Linked DNA regions of Zea mays: region 2 is linked to region 1. Evidence: chromatin contacts called from public Hi-C data. All regions are on one chromosome and are shown on one strand. The core of a region is the stretch at or near the end of the contact, and the rest is flanking DNA. Distances in the headings are between cores, read along the strand shown.

The links. A called contact is a pair of places that touch in the nucleus more often than the background predicts.
Region 2: a Hi-C map of leaf shows a contact between it and region 1, with 10 times the contacts expected there. The contact joins the promoter of LOC100194358 here to the promoter of LOC100193513 in region 1. A contact is called at or near these places in 7 of 25 Hi-C or Micro-C datasets (bundle sheath, ear, endosperm and 3 more).

The regions. Positions count from the first base shown.
Region 1 is chr6:171,828,326-171,833,799 of Zm-B73-REFERENCE-NAM-5.0, forward strand. It overlaps LOC100193513 (ATP-dependent protease La (LON) domain protein), which reads right to left and starts at 1,377. Exons shown (of 10, transcript NM_001138625.1): 1 at 1,131-1,377; 2 at 345-430; 3 at 191-268. The coding sequence starts at 1,300.
Region 2 is chr6:172,099,082-172,104,371 of Zm-B73-REFERENCE-NAM-5.0, forward strand. It overlaps LOC100194358, which reads left to right and starts at 2,679. Exons shown (of 3, transcript NM_001139393.1): 1 at 2,679-3,170; 2 at 3,411-3,522; 3 at 4,382-5,025. The coding sequence starts at 2,980. The coding sequence ends at 4,720.

The DNA.
Region 1 (5,474 bases), core at 127-2,626:
CCACTTGAATGATATAATTTAAACAGGAACATGCGAACCACAACTTAGAAGAGCAGATAAAAATATGATGAATGAAAGTACAGTGGAGTTGGAGCAAATGTTACTTATCTCCCTTTAATATAAATACTGAAAAGATGATCAAAAGAAAATAAAGAATGTAGGAGAGAGAATAAGTACAATCAGATATTACCTTGAAGATAAAACATTGGCAAGTTGAGGATTGTGCCACCATCTAAAAGAGTAACTCTACCCCGAGTATCGTCAACCTCTGAGTGATATAAAAAAAAGAGCTTCACAGTTTGCAATCGGCATGATAAACATGTTAAGATTAGGTTGACATTTACCGCCAAGGTATGTGTGCAGTGAAGCTAGAGACCTATTGAATGTGAATGGTCCAGAGGTGCTAGCCACTCCATCTCCATTGTTATCTCTGATAAATAGAAACATTCAAATGGTTGAACAAATTTGGATAAACATCTAAACAATACTACGAAAAAGTCTGTAGGCGGTCTCCAAAGGTACCAAATCTCTGTATAGAAAGAATGAAGTGAATAAGCACAGAAATTGTAAGGCTGAACATTGCTCTAAGCTAACTGCAATTTTCAGCAGTCAACAAACTTATCATGAATTCCATTTGAATCAAAACACAAGGCATTGCAAGAATGGAAAAATAATCGCAAAGAGAGCAAGCTATTATTTTTTCATTCTAAAATGTGAAGGAAAATGGATCTAAAATGTGAAACGTCGGTGAAGGATGCGAAGTTAACACTACCCCGACTTTCCAGAGTTGTTGTTCCTTTAAGCTGAAATCCCCAAATCCCCATCCTAGGCAAATAGACTAGCTCCTCAAGGCTGGATTTCGGACGCTTAAGATCTTCATAAGCTTAACGATCTCCGACCACAGCCTCCAAATTGCCACGTTGAAATGTTACCGAAAACTAACTGCACTGGCTAGGCCTTTGCTAAATCAACTCTACAAGAAATGGATAAGCAACATCGGTACCTACGACAAATACATGGAGCAGCACAGTGGGGCCCACCGTTGGAGGAGGAGGAGGAGGGTAAAATACACGCATGGAGTTGAAGGAAGGATTGTACAGTGGTCTCGTGGCCAGTGTCCTTCGAATCACCTGAGGAAGGCATCGACGTCGTAGTCCTCCTCGTTGCCGTCACCCTCCTCTTCCTCCTCGTCTTCTTCGTTGTCGTCGACGACCTCCACGTTGAGCTCCTCCATGTCGAGCTGCAGGATCTCCTCCATCTGCCGCCGCTCCCGCGGCGGGATCCCCTCCCAGTCCGCCATCACGCCACCGCCCGCCGGTGCCGGGGACGGAGCCAGAGAGTCAGAGACACCACCCCAGAAACGCAAGCGAGATTTGGCCAATCTTCGGTTCGTCTCCTCGCCTTTCTGCTGGGTTGTATGGTGGCCGCGGGCCCGCGGCCCACTTGTCCATTAAGACACTTCTCGACGCGGTCAAGCTCTTTTCCCCTCTAGCGTCAGGCCCACGTGTATACGGCCCAACCATCACTCGCCCTATCCCGGCAGCCCGATTCTGTGGCCTGTCATACCGGCAATTGTGTTCTTGTCGAGTGTAATTGTGATTTTGTCCATCAAAATTCGACTTTGTGATTTCTTGTCTTTTTTTTAAACGAAAAACAAGGCTGTCTCTGTGAAATAGGACATATAAATATAAATTTATCCTTCAATCATAATTGCCACTCCTTTGAAGGATAAAATCACAATTACCACACAACAGGTTTTTCAGTGTAACATACATCCTTCGTCTAGGCTCTTAAGCTAGTGCTGCTGAGTGCCGACTAGCTAAGTAAGAGCAGCCTAGACTGATGTGGTCTGGTCAAAAAAACTCGATGGAGTTCGCGTCGTGAGATTCTTTGATGTTTGTGTTTATGTGCAACTGTTCAGAAGAGTCAGTAACCATTGAGAGGCTTTGGTTTCGCTGGTCGATAATGTAAGCAGCAGTGTTGGAAATAGATGACCGGAGCGGCAAACGTGTCGTGAGTTTGATGTCTCTAGCTGAGTTGGTTAGGTGGTCTAATCAGCCTAAATTTGACTCGGTTGTCTCTATCGGACACCTGATGCACGTTACTCAACTAACATTAACCTCTACTTCTGTATTTTTGGCACAAACTGGAAAAAAAACTTTATTAAGATAAGCATTTGGTAAATATCTCTCTTAACTTCTCCCTAGTTAACTTATTCCTCAATGGGGAAGTGACTTAGTACTCGGTAAGGACGGAAGAGAAGAAGAAAAGACAACAATATTCCTTTTCCTCCATTTCATATCTTTGCAAGGCCCTGAGCATATGGTGATTTCATGGGCCACACGCCCACACAGCCTATGGTTGCTCTATTTTCGAACGTTTTGTTTGAATGTTCATGTGCGTTGGGGTGGTTGGATATACTAGAATTTTAAATGAAATTTATGTTAGATCGTTCTGACCTATATAGATTGATATAGTTTTCCACGCAGAAAACGACCCCAAGCCTGCACCGCGGACCATCTGCACTGCACGGCAGCGCCGGCCTGCGTGGAGCGATTTGGCTCAGCACGGCCGGCTTCGTTCGAAAGTGGAAAAAGTTGACAAGCAGTACGCGAGCGCGGGAGCACGATTGGAATTGTTTGACGTCGTCGACGCTGCCGAACGTGCCGGCCACCAATTGGTTCCCCGCGTCCCTGCCCTGCCAATGCTGCCATCACCGAGGAAAAATCTCGGTTTTACCCATGGATAAATAAAAATATCAGGAGTGGAGTGCCATTTCGGGCTAGTAGCGGTACGGTGACATAGCTGCGGAAGGCCATTCCCGTGGTTTCTTGAGGAGCCGAGGGCTCTCTCGGCTTTAATTTGGGCTCCACAAAGCTTCCAAAGCGTCACGCGCGGGCACGCTTTATGAATGTTGGAGGCTTTAGACTGTGTTCAACGGACGCCGCTACCACTCCCCTCCCCTAACACTGTAGCCGTTTTAGGGGCTACAGTGCGCCCCTATTCTCTTCACCGCCTTCCTCCTCCTCCTCCTCCTCCTCCTCTCCCCTCCCGATTCCTTCTCTCTCCCGCTAAATGGATGGGCACGCTACGGCGCTCGCGTGCCCTCCGGTTGCTAGCTTCCCAGAGAAGCCCGCGCGGTCGGAAAACTCCGAGGAGCGAGCTCCAGGCGACTCCACGGACACCGCACCACCGCCGGAGATATTTGCCGTGGATCCGCCATCCGCCGCGATTGATTTGCCTTGCTCCGGGCGGCGAGCAGCAGATGCCGCCGTCCACGCGGATCCCCTCGGCAGCTTCGCCGAGCGGCGACCCGGTCGATCCGTGCGAAGACGCCGCCGTCGGTCGTGTTCGCACGCCAGTTCGTCGTCTGCGGGACTCACGTCAAGGCGACATATTCCAATCGGCGACATATCGACGCTCACCAGATCTGCTTCTTTCGAGCTGCGACGTCGAAGGTACGCCCCTTTCTCTCCTCCCAGTTTTTCATGTCGGATTCAATCCGTGACCCAAAAACATCTCCGTGTCTTTAAACCGTACCGTTTACATGTACATGTACTTGATTTAGTAGCTGGATTAATTTGTTCATGGCGATTTGGCCAGTTAGGGTTTACTGGTTGTCCCCATCGCCTATTGTTAGGCTTTTACACTTACCTGATCCGTCGTTATCTTGTAGAGCATGTGCAAGCCTAATAGTTTTTCGAGCATACGATACAACACGAAGAGTCGGGTGTGATTTTCATAGTCGTCATCGTGGCGTGCTTATTGTTTGTTCAAGCACCTAAGTCGATCAGCTCAAATAATATGTGCTCATGTCAGTTGTATGTTCATTGCTCAGTCTTGCTGGTACACAATTCATTGTTCATATTGGAATGCCAACAACTAAGCACGAATTACCGTTCATTTCCTCATGACAACCCCTTTGTTTGATGCATACCCCTTTTTTTGCATTCTAATAAGTTACTCTGTTTATGAACTCCACTTAGTTAACATACAACCCCTTTGTTTGATACATCAGTAAACATTGCATGCAACTAACGAAACCTTCACTTATTATGCAGCTTCAAATATTTATTTCATTATTTGACGTCCACTTCAACTAACTGAGGTTCTAAATCCTTTTTTCGCTTTAGTTATTTGTTTATAATCAACTTGTTAAGTGTACTGTCCATGTCTGAAGTCTGTGCTCCCATGTTTGTTGTGCAAGTTCATTTTATTAGAAGCCACGAACATAGTCACCCAGGCATGGATACTGTGATCAATTAATTTACAGGGCATACACATTGCAACCAACAATTGTTGGTAAATTGCAACAATTGTTTAGTTTGTAACTGTTTCACATTTGTTTATTGCATTGGTACCAACTTTTGTTTCCTAACTGACATTAACACTTGAATTTACCCAAATAGTAACCGAAGTGCCCCTAATTTTTTGATGTATGCACCTTGTCTAGCCAAGGAGGAAGTGCTTGACGATTGAAAACAAGATGAGCAGCCATGATGTCAAACTGGTGCAAAACTTGGTCCTCAATCTTGCTTCCTCAGTGGAAAGTCGTGCAGTCAATATTAGGACCTTTTTAGAAGAGGCTTTCCGTCATTTGGGTGACGAGCATTACCTTCTGAATGCTCTACTTGCTATTCGAAAAGAGGTAGACCTGATGGAGCAAGATGCAATTGAGAGCAAAGCAAGGTCTGACCCAGAGAAGGATAGGATGGAGGAACAAATTAACCTTGCTCAGGATGCCAAGCCCGTGCCTAGACAAATAACTTTCACTCCCCCATCCTCACCAGAATTGTATGAAGCCAGTGACAATGACTCCTACGATTCCGACAGGTCCACTAGGTATAGCATTTGGAACCTGTAATAATGGTACGTAGAACCTGGTCGTAGTAGTACTAATGCATCCAAATAAAGTAGCAACCTGTGTGGTATGTGTTTGATGCTTGCAGTAACCGATGTAAGAACGGTTCCAGCTTATCTTACTTTTGTACGAACCTGTTCTGGGATGCTTTATCCTTTTGTAGTCAACTTATTTCCAATGCTTCATCCTGTTGTTCGTAATGTCTGAAGCTGATTTGCAATGCTTTAAAGTCTGACGTTTACAGTTCAAGTTTGTTATGTGTTGTCCAACTTAATGTATTTATGTATTTCATTCCAGAATGGCTGACAACAACTCAAACACTCCTTATCGACCACCTGCTGCCAGCCCCAATACAGGTAACCAAATTTTCCCCCCACCCTTGTGGGATCCTCAGATGTGGCAGCCCCAAGGGTTCGACCCAACACAGGCTTCAACATTTACTAATCCTTCAAATTCCCATATGACAAATCCTACCTGGTCCCAGGGACCTAATGACCCATCTGGATATACATTTCGTACACCATGGAACCCATATTTTGGTATGACAACTCCTGGGGGTCCTCCTACACAAACATGTTTCGGTCCACCACAAATGGTACCACCCATTCCATGT
Region 2 (5,290 bases), core at 1,429-3,928, 270 kb after region 1:
AAGGGTGCATGGGACCTGCAGTGTTGCTTTATTTGACATGGCATGCTCGGATCAGTTTGAAAAGTTTTGTTTTATTTGACAGAAATGTATTGCAACCACCAAAGCCCCAACAATTGTTTAAGGTGGTTCTTTATAATATCCTTTAGAGAGACGGCAAAAATATCATTGAAACAATCCAATGTTATTATCTCTTGCTAAAATGGCAAATGATATAAGGGTGCAAGACCTTCTTTTGGAAAGCTTTATATTTAAGCTTTATGTAAAAAATAAGGTGAAATTATGTATAAGTGAGTGTTTGAACCTTAGTTGTTGGCTCCACATTCATACTCATCTAATCAATAGAAAATATATATTTTATGTTTTATTAAAATAAAATTAATCCTATATTATATATAAAAAACGTAGCAATGTATAGCCATACGACTAGTCTTTTTGGTAAGCGATTGATGTGAAAAAATATCGGGACGCACACGTAATACACGCACAAGGCAGCATTCAGCTCCAAACGTGGTATGCGCTGCTGTGCAACGCAACTGATCGATGGTATAGGTGACTATAGATGGCCAGCCGTGCCGAGCTAATCGGGCCGGCCCGGAGCACGGCACGACCCGTAGTGCCTGGGCACGGCACGACACGGCTGATGTCGGGCCCGTGCCGGCACGGGCCTATAGGTAGTGCCGTGCCTGGGCCGAGCATCAGGCACGCTGGGCCAGCACGGGCACGACACGATTAGCCCCTAGGCACGGTTAGACACGATTATACATGATTAGATCCAAACACGACTAGTTAGTTGTGTGCTGTAATCTTTTTTCTTATCTAGGGTTTTCTCATAAGGGTGAGTTTTTACCTAAATAGGTTATTAATGAGTCAGCCATTGCACTAAACAGTTCAATATTAGCTATTTTAGTATGTTTTAACTGTGTTTGTGAATATTTGACTAAAATTCTGTGGTGTAGTGCTAAATGGGCTATATGGGCTAAACGGGCTATATGGGCTAAACGAGCTATATGGGCTAAACGGGCTAAACGGGCCGGCACGGCACGGCTAAGCAGGCTTAGTGCCATGCTTGGACCTGACTTTAGGCACTAGTGCCGTGCCGGCACAGCACGGCTATTAAAAGTCGTGCCCTAACCATGCCGTGCCGCCCATTTGGCCATCTCTATAGGCGACCATGCTCAATTAGGCTACGTGTAGTGCATGCGTATGGGAGCTGCAATTCCGAGTCATGAAAACATGATGGCTCAAACATAACGTGGAAAGGATTGTTATTCGTTTGCTTAAATTAATCGACCTTCACTTCTTTTTTTCGGGGAATCCTATTCTACGACTACGAGTGTCTTCTGTGTTGTGTATGCAAGCGAAAGAGAAAAAAAAGTCTAAAGATAAAGTTATTATTCTGGCCCTCATACTGATGCTCAGCCCATACGGTCCAAGCGCACAAGCAGCACGTCCCATTCACTCAACCCATCAAAGCTGGCAGACATCCGGCCCAAGCACCAGCAACCTGTTATCCACAGTCACCTCTCTTCTTTCCCATTCAGGTACTAGAGGTGCTCGATGGTGAAATTAGTTTAAAAACTTAAATTCCCTTAAAATTAGAGGGAATCAAGTGAAAAAAAATTCCCTTAAACTCCTAGATGATTTAAGTTTTAAACTAGACCTTAAGATGATACAGTACCCAATCAAAAACTACAAGAGATTTAAATTTCTAAACTAGCCTAAGTAAAAACATTTGCGGCTCTTATAGTTGAATCTTATATCATGTTATTAAAAAACAGATCACGTTATTTAGGAAATAAAAGGTTAGAAATGAGTATAAGGATGCAACATATGAGATCCTATATTTAAGACACGAGAGGTCGAATTCTATATTTTTTTTTGTGAAATATAATTCTATTAGAGCATGTTTTTGTTGTTATAGTTGTACATTTCAAAATACAACTCCCATTAGGACTCCTATTGAGAAGATGCTCCGAGGGATACCTGGACCTTGTGCCAAGCGGAAACTTCAAGCATGTCTAATTCTCCAGTAGCAGGCATGGTAGCCTTCATCGTCAAACATTCGTAGCATAATCAGGTGCATTTCTGTTGGGAGTTTCCTAGTTCCTGCAAGACGGCTGGGGCACGCAGGTTTCCTGAACTATCATGGAAGTGTTCCTGCTGATTCTTCCTTCCAATGTGAGATGCCCCGGACGGGACTCGTGTACCTTCTCAGGTTTGCGTGTCGAGGAGCAAAGAACTTGCGTGGATCATACACTGCTACGCGAAGATTCGTGTAAAGTTTGTACTCCTTGGAACTGTACGAGTTTTCAGAGCTTGGGAAATACTCGTACGCCTTCCAATGAAAACTTTGAGGAGTTACAACTTTTTTTTTTCGATGATCAGAATTCAGAAGTTGCGACAAGTCGTTTGACCGCAAGAGAAAGTTCCGTAGGCCGATGTGAACTCGGGCTGGCCCGTGCCAATTACTAGCGTCGCACAAGGCACAGAGCGGCCCAATAAAGCCGAGCAACCGCAAGTCTGCAACCAGGAAGGAGCAGGCAAAAGAATCGGCGCCCCTCCACTACACTGCAGGCTGCAGCAGCGGCCGGCCAGCAGGAGGGAAAGGACAGCTCCGAAGCCCGAACCCTCAACCCCCAGCCGACCCCGCCCATGGCCTCCTCCTCCCACTCCCGGCGCGGCCGCAGCGCACGGCAGGCCCCCTTCTTCCGCGACCTCGCCACCCCGATCCCGTCCCACCGCGGCGTCTCGCGCTTCGCCTCGGGGGCTTCCCCCTCCGCGGCCCCCTCCGCCACGCCGCCGCCGCCGCCCATCTTCACCCTCGACGACCTCTATGCCTCCGCGGACTTCTCCCCGGACCCCACCGCGTCCGACCTCCTCCCCGTCGCGTCGTCCCCCTCCCCCCGCGCCGCCGCCAGCTGCTCGCCGCCATGGGACCTGTCCCGGGGCAAGGTGTCCCTCTCGGCACCAGGATCCCCCATGGATGGGGTCGTTGAGCCGGCCCGGAAAGAGGTACTCGCTTTGCCGCCGCCTGCGAGCCCTGGCACCCCACCTCCTGCCACGACAGCGGAGGTTCAGTCACCGGTGTCCCCCGCGCAAGCACCGGCTAGGACGGAGCCGGTGGCGAACGGTGGGGAGGCCGAACGGGAGGAGTGGATCACTGTATTTGGGTGAGAAAATAATGCTTATGCTTCGTGTTGTACATGGACTATTAGCTTATAAGTTTGTCGGGATAAGCATATGAACACGGTAGATTTGGTTAGGGGTAACTCTGGTGCTATGGTGCATGTTCATCATGATTTGACACGCTCCTTGCGTTTTCTTGCTCCCTCGGCAGCAATTTGCTAAGCCCTAATTGTAGGTGCCTTGTATGATAAATTGATACGGTTCTGTTGGCACTTCTTCTACAGATTTTCTATTGGAGTCACCAACCTTGTTCTTCGGGAATTCGAGAAATGTGGAGTAATATTGAGACATTACTCTGGCCCAAGAGATGGAAATTGGATCCACATATTGTACGAGGTAATTATACTTTAACTATTGTTGTTCTTCCTTTTTTCTGTTTTACCATTTAATTTAATTTCATGTACCAATGTCTCGCAAAGTAGTCATATTAGCTCAGGCTGCGCTGTAGCTTACCAGCGAGTTTAGTTGCCAGTGAACTGAAGCAAACTCAGTTGGGTTCCCCCATTTGGTTGAATAATACTGTTCTTGTACGGGTTTATTATAGTGTCCAATTTTAGCGGCACAACATATCCTTGTGTGTAAATGTGATGGTATATGTTTTTGGTTATCCCTTGAACATGAAGCATATAGGAAACTTGCCTTGTGTGTAAATGTGATGGTATATGTTTTTGGTTATCCCTTGAACATGAAGCATATAGGAAACTTGTTTTTGGGTAGGTTTTCAGCGTATCATCCTCAGGGTAGCATCACAGGGAACTTATAAAATGATGCATTGTTATGTGTCTGCTGACGATGGGTTTACAAATATCCTTGTTAAGATGCTGGAAAATAAATAGAAATGTCATGTGCTTTCTGAATTCCCTTGGCACAGTCAAGTTATTAGGCTTCTCCAGATAGCAACTATTCAGAGCTTTTGTTGATATCAGATATTCAGTTTGTTCTTTTGTTGATAGTGTCAATTTGTTGTACATATTTTCTATATTGAAATCCTGTATGGTCACTACCAACTTTACCATTCTAGATGTATTGTTCGGATCGTTGTTTCCAGATCTCTTAATTTTGAGATGTTACAATCTGTATTTATTTGACTATTTTGTCACTTCTGATGTTTACATGCATCATAGTAAATGTTTCTAGATTGCTATCTGACAGTCTTAAAACTGACAACTTCACCATCATGTATGTGGTCCTGCAGCGCTCGTATGATGCTCGCAAGGCTCTTCAGAAAAATGGTATGCAACTAAGCAACAGTCTGATAGTTGGAGTAAAGCCTATTGATGCAGTGCACCGGCAGCAGCTGGACAAGGGTTTCGCTCAAAGCAATCAAGGTGGATTTATGGTTTCCTTGCCTTCAAAGTCACTGGGCTTGAAGAGCGTAGGTGCATCAAACCAGTTAGGAGCCTTGCCCCGCCCATATGACCCGAAAGCTAACACGAATGCCAGCCGAGATGCTGGCCGTCGTGCAACTGGCAGCGTTGCTGCACCAGCAAAATCAATTGTAACCAATGTGATGGATTTGATATTTGGCATTTGATATGGCAATGAGAACCAATCATCCGGAATATTCTCTGTTTCTTCTGTTTACTTGTTCGAGAATGCCAGCATGCCAAAGATTCAGCAGCAAATTTTGCTGAAGTTTGAGAGCTTACTGAGTGAACTTCCTTTTGGCGTGTAACATTAAAATTATTCAATTTTCACGTTTAATCGAAGTTATGTTGTCTCATGTCCATATGAGGGCAGTTGTATGTTAATGGCCATGGTGTATGTCTTGTTTCTGTCTCTCCCTCGGCCTCGAAAAAAAAGTGCTGGTGTAATTTCGAGAAATCATATGTTGCTCTCAGGAGTGTCGTGTCATCTAGAGTGTTTTTTGAGTGGATGAATTGTGTCATTTTGTTGTGTTAATAGCCTCATAGGTTGGTAATTGCAAGGCAAGAGATTGGATGCTTTCGGCTGAAAGCCTGAAACGAAACTCTGAATCTCTAATGGTGCTTTCACAAGGTTTTAAGGTACTGGAAACGGTATTTCAAGGTGAAGCGAGGAAATACCGTTTCCTGTAACTTGAAACATTGAAAGCATTTTTTTTTTCTATTGACACCTTCACTAT